Linked DNA regions of Sus scrofa: region 2 is linked to region 1. A link is a contact called in public promoter capture Hi-C data. All regions are on one chromosome and are shown on one strand. The core of a region is the stretch at or near the end of the contact, and the rest is flanking DNA. Distances in the headings are between cores, read along the strand shown. Region 1 holds the start of FAM96B (mitotic spindle-associated MMXD complex subunit MIP18). Region 2 holds the start of AGRP (agouti related neuropeptide).

Region 1 (2,700 bases), core at 104-2,603:
TACAAACCACAACGGCAAGGGGAAGCCTCCAGGCCAATGCCTTGACATCAGCCCATGCTTACCTGCATGCTCAGAGGCATGGGTCCCTGGCGTAATGTGCACGTCCATCTGGGAGGAAGAGAAGTGGGGTCTGGGCACTCACACACCCATCCACCCCTTTCCGTCTCCACATTCATGCCTCTGGACTCTGGTCCTTCCATTACACCCAAACCCACTCATGGCCACTGCAACTCTACCCAAAAGACTGGCCAACTGCTACTGACTCAAAAGCCTGCCTGGACCCCATCCTTGCTCCAAACCTATCCACAGCCCCCTAAGGCCACATTCCTCACTACTTTTCTGCACTTTCCAGCTTGGGCCTCTAAATCCTGTCCCATCCAATTGGAAAGCCTCCTCCCGGTTTCATCTCTGCGAGCTGGGATCCCTTCAGGTCTCACTGTGTTATCCATGTTCATGCTCTCCACGCCCTCCTCAGTAGCAGACACTCATGCCTGCCCCACGCCTAGGGCTCAGTTCCAACTTACCTTAAAACGCTGAGGAAGGGATCGCAGAAGCTTGACTTTGATGGACAGGCCAATAAGGGTGGCCATACTGCAATGCGGAATGGTGGGTGTGAAAGCCACAGCCACTGTGCTCTCAGGGTCGCTTACCTGGTTGAGGAGGTGGAGTGTTGGGAGACATGGCCCCCTTAGCCCAGAGCCCCTCTTCTTAGTTTACTGCTTCAGGCAAGTTGTCTTAAACACTGTAGGATGCAGTTTCCTCATCTACAGAATAGGCACACACCCCACCCCCTTCCAAAGACCCTTGAGGATTCTGTGAGCTGAGACAACACCCACCCCCCGGAGCAAAGTTGAGCCTTTCTGACTCCCTGGAACAAGTCACTCCCCCGGGATGCTGGAGGTGACTCACCTGAACCCGGACTTGCTCTACTACGTTCAATTCTTCCAGCGTCAGTGGATGCTCCGGGTCATTGATGGAGCGAATCAGATGTGCTAAGTGAAGGAAAAGGGACTCTGCGCTTCTGCCCACTCAGAACCCTCCGCCGGGAATGCTCGGCCCTGATACAGCTCCACCAACTATTGGACATCACCACATCCCACCCCATCCCAGGACCCGTGAACCCGCCCGCGCCCGGCAGCGGCGGATATCGAAGATCTCGCGCGCATCGATGCTGTCTGGAACTTGCTCGTCTTCCTCGCCCGCGGTCACTGGCCGCTCCCCAGAGCGCTCGTAAATGAGGGGGTTCGCGTTCTCCAGAAGGCCGCCCCCAACGCCACCTCCGCCGCCGCCCACCATCGCGGAACCTCGGCCGCAACTGTAGACATGCACTTCCGCTTCTACGAATGCACTTCCGGGGAACGGGAAGGGGGCGTGGCGTGGCGACGGGGTAACGCGAGGGACACGCAGCGCTGCCGGTACTCCGCCTGGGGATAGAGTGGAGCGGTGTTGTAGGCGCGCTCTCCACGCAGACCCGGGGAAATGCGCAGCGCTCCAGCAAAGGCTCGCAGACCCGGCCCCGCGTGCGGGCGGGTAGCGTGCTAGACCGTGGAGTCCGAGACTGAGGCACTTAGGGTTCGTCTGGGATTGACCGAGAAGTTTCTTCAGACATCGCTTCCTCTGAGAAGCCCGCCCCTTAGACTAGGCGACCGCTCCCTTCCCCAGAATTGCCTCTGTCCGTGCAGGGTTCACTGTGTTTTGGAAGCTCCCGGTGGCGCACCTGCAGCCCCCACTGCTCCTTGGGCCCGGGAGTGCCCTCCTGGTCCCCAGCGCGCGGGCCAGCTGGTGTTCTTTAAATATTTGTCCAGTGATTAATGCCTGAACTCGATTTTGGCGGGAGGTGGGTAAAAGGAAAGACCTGAGGTGGGGTTGAGGGTGTTCTTAAGAGGAGTGCCACAGGCAGGTGTGCATTCAAAAGGCAGGCCATTGCCGATCAGGGAGGGGGTCCTCAGAGACCCCCAGAACTGGGACAATAAGGGGATGAAGGCAGAGCCAGGAAATCGATCCCAGAAAGCAAGGAGTTTTTGGAGAGAAGGGCAGCCACTCTTCCCTGCCTTTACTTAGTTGGTTCCCTTCGCTCTGAACGAAGGTCATTCCCATTTCTCTGTCTGTGGGAATCCTGACCAGGGCACCTCTTCAAGGAAGCTCTCCTGGTTTCCCTAATCACAGTTCCGTCTGCTCTCTCTCTCGACCCCCTGGACACACTTGTCGGGCCCATGGCTGTAAGGACAGTGAACTCAGGTATGAGGTGAGGGTTCTTGGTATTGTGTAGAAGCCCAGAAGAACCTGGGGAGAGGGGAAGCTAATGTGCTAGCCCCTGCCTGCCACTGGCCTTGGCCTGTTCAGTCCGTCTCTCCTGCCAAACTCACCACTCCCTGCCCAGTCCAATCTCTAGACCTGAATGACTGCTGGATGGGTTCCTGTGCAGCCACTTGGTGAAAAGCAGAGTGCCCAATGGTAGGGCAAAAAAGAAAAAGACCTGTAAGCTCACCATGCAGCTGGATGGACTTCGAGTGCCACTGAGCGCCTCCTCAGACTTCTGCTTCTCTTAATCCCCAGCTATAGGATGAGGCTCCCAAGCAGGGTGACAGGAACCCAGGTAAGACTCGCCAAATTCTGCAGAGACAGGACCTGAGGCTGCGGGAGGACAGATGTCAGGGAAGTGGGAGCCAATAGGGAGCTACAGCACCCTGTGCGGACCCA
Region 2 (2,700 bases), core at 87-2,586, 520 kb after region 1:
CGAGTTATCCTTAAGCGGGCCCTGGATCCTAATGGTTTGTTAGCCAGCGGGGAGCGACAGACCCTTTGCAGCGCTGCGACTCTTTCCCCCGCATTTATTATATAAGCTTCTTCTAGGGTTGGAGCACGGTCCTCCTCTGCTTCTCCCAACCGCTCCTGGCACTCTTAAGAGTGTAAGTGACTCATGTTGGAATAGCGCAGGCCCTGGAGTAGGGATGTGTCTGTGGTTTCTTGGCTTAGAGGCACCTTCGCCCCTAACGACCGTCACATTCAAAATAACGCCACAACCCTGGGGTTGGTCCCATACTTTATTGGCGCCCGCCTACCCCCACCCCGACCCCGACGACATTGGCTGGCCAGCTAGGTGCGGCTGCAGGGGTTCGTGGCAGTACCCAGCTTGCGGCAGTAGCAGAAGGCGTTGAAGAAACGGCAGTAGCATGTAGCACATGGGTCGCAGCATGGTACCTGGTGTCCCAGACAGGATTCGTGCAGCCTTACGCAGCGACGTGGGGAGCGTGCCTTGCGTCCTTCAGGATCTAGCACCTACAAGGGTTGGGAAACAAGGACTTCCAAAAGCACATTCATGGAATGCGCCAGATCAAGGCAGGATGGAAGTGGAGCGTGAACGGGATGGTCTGCAGTGTCGCCCCGGGTGAGGGGGTCAGGAAGTGCAGGTAGAGGTGTTTTGTATGTTTGTTTTTCCATTTTTGGTCACCCCAGAGCATATGGAGCTTCCGGTCAGAGATCAGCTCCAAGCCACAGTCTCAGCCTAAGCTGAAGGGATGGCAAGGCCAGATCCTTAACCCACTTGTGCTGGCCGGGGATGAAACCACGTCCCAGCGCTCCCAAGACACCGCCAATCCCGTTGTACCACAGTGGCAACTCCAAGCACAGATAGAGGTTGATGCTTGACACACCCACTCAAGACTTGTGGCCTCAGCCCTTTCCCTGAGCTGTTACCTCTGCCAAGGCCTTGGCCTCGGCCTGCTGCAGCAGAGCCTCTTCTGCCCGTTCTGCAGTTGTCCTCTTCAGTGGGGGCTGCAGGCCTAGATCTGGGACAGATGATGTGAGGGCAGAACCACCCATGCACAAAACACCCACCTCCCAGGCCTGGGATTGGGAAGGGGAAGAAAGGGCTCATACAAGCAGAATACTTTGTGGCCAGAGGATGTCCAAGCCCCACCCAACCCACTCCTGCCCGCACTGACCTTGGAGTTCTGGGAACAAGGCTTGGTCAAGCCTTCCGATACCCTCCAGGGGGGCCAAGCCTATCTGGGCCCCCAGCATGGTGGGCATTGCCAGCAGTAGGGCACAGCTCAGCAACATTGTGGTCAGCATAGCCTGGCTCAACAGGAGAATGTGCCACTTAGTCCCTCTTCATCCTTGGAGCACTCTCTAGGTGCCCTACCCCAGAGGGAAGCACCCCCACCCCCACCCCACAGAAAGTAAGAGTCCCCGCTCAACCTGAGGACTTACCTCTGCTTGCTGGATCCTTGCCCCAAGAGTTCCTGGCCACCCTATGCCCTCAGTTTATATGGCAGGGTCTAATGAAGGACCCACACGTGACTGCTCTCTGCAGCCAGAGCATGAGGGCCCCCCCCCAATGGGTGGGGACACAGTTCAGGCCTCTCTCACAGGCTTTTGGGTGCTCTGCAAGAGGAATACCCATCTCTAGTTTGGGGTGAAGTCTCCAGGAGCCAATGAAAGTTTGGGAATGATATAGGGTACCCAGGGCCCCCAAATTTCTACAGGACAGGGACCTGGGGGATGGGTAGGCTAGCGCTATTAGCCATAATAAGGCAGGCGGCCCTGAACACTTAATTTAATTTGTGGCCCTGGAGATGCTCACTCAGACCCTACACGTGGCATGTTCCTTTTGCTTCCAGGAACTTAGGTCAAGGGCATTGAAGGGGGTGATGGACCAGTGACCACAGTGGGGTGGGGTTGGGGTACAGACCTAGACCCTGGGTTTTGCAGAGGAGAGAGGGGAGGGAAGAAGCCGATCTAGCCAAGAGCAGACTCTCTGCCTCCATCCCCTCTACCACCCCTCCTCCTTCTTCCTCCAGCCTTTTCCAAGACCCCGCCCCTGCTCCTGCCCCCACATCCTTTTCTGCCTGGGGTTCCTGGAAGCCAAGGTGGCAGAACGGACTGTTCCCTGGGTGGGCGAGCAGCTTCTAAGTAAAAAGCTTTCAGGCTGCCTGCTTCATTAGTACTAATGGCTGCTCCTTTCCGCCCTGCGTTGTCAGGCCTGTGCCCACGCCTGGTCTCATCAGCATCAGGTGAATGGAGAACTGTCCTTTCATGGAAACAAGAGAACACACAGGACCCCACCTGCCCCAGCCCTTCTTCACTGCCCACCCCCTCCACCCCGTGCACTTACACACTGCCAGTTAGGTAAAGGGATGCAGGCTGAATCAGCTTCTAGGGCTCAGTGTACAAACAGCTGGCCCAAGGCAGCAAGAGGAAGTTGAAGAGGCTGTTGGGGTTGTTTGTGACCCAGGTTTACACAGGCTGTTCTGACCAGGATGAGGCCTGAGGAAGTCTTTCCAGAAAGCCAGTTGAAACCATAGGTTATCATCTGGCAGCCTCTGGCCTGTGAGTTGTGTGGGGAGTTGTGTGTGAGTTGTGTGGGGAGGGGTGTGCTGCAGAGGGCGGGGCTGTGGCAGGCTTCTTCCACAGATGGGCACTGACGTCTGTTCTG

Evidence for each region. Promoter capture Hi-C pulls out the DNA fragments that hold promoters and counts their contacts.
Region 2: a promoter capture Hi-C map of fetal skeletal muscle shows a contact between it and region 1, with 3 times the contacts expected there. The contact joins the promoter of AGRP here to the promoter of FAM96B in region 1. A contact is called at or near these places in 1 of 5 promoter capture datasets (fetal skeletal muscle) and 1 of 2 datasets of contacts at active chromatin or transcription factors (alveolar macrophages).

The regions. Positions count from the first base shown.
Region 1 is chr6:27,611,264-27,613,963 of Sscrofa11.1, forward strand. FAM96B (mitotic spindle-associated MMXD complex subunit MIP18) reads right to left here and starts at 1,354. Exons shown (of 5, transcript XM_021094030.1): 1 at 1,149-1,354; 2 at 910-989; 3 at 525-650; 4 at 63-108. The coding sequence starts at 1,296. LOC110260939 (a long non-coding RNA gene) reads left to right here and starts at 1,392. Exons shown (of 5, transcript XR_002344555.1): 1 at 1,392-2,596.
Region 2 is chr6:28,132,325-28,135,024 of Sscrofa11.1, forward strand. AGRP (agouti related neuropeptide) reads right to left here and starts at 1,337. Exons shown (of 3, transcript NM_001011693.1): 1 at 1,208-1,337; 2 at 960-1,051; 3 at 360-542. The coding sequence starts at 1,337. The coding sequence ends at 360.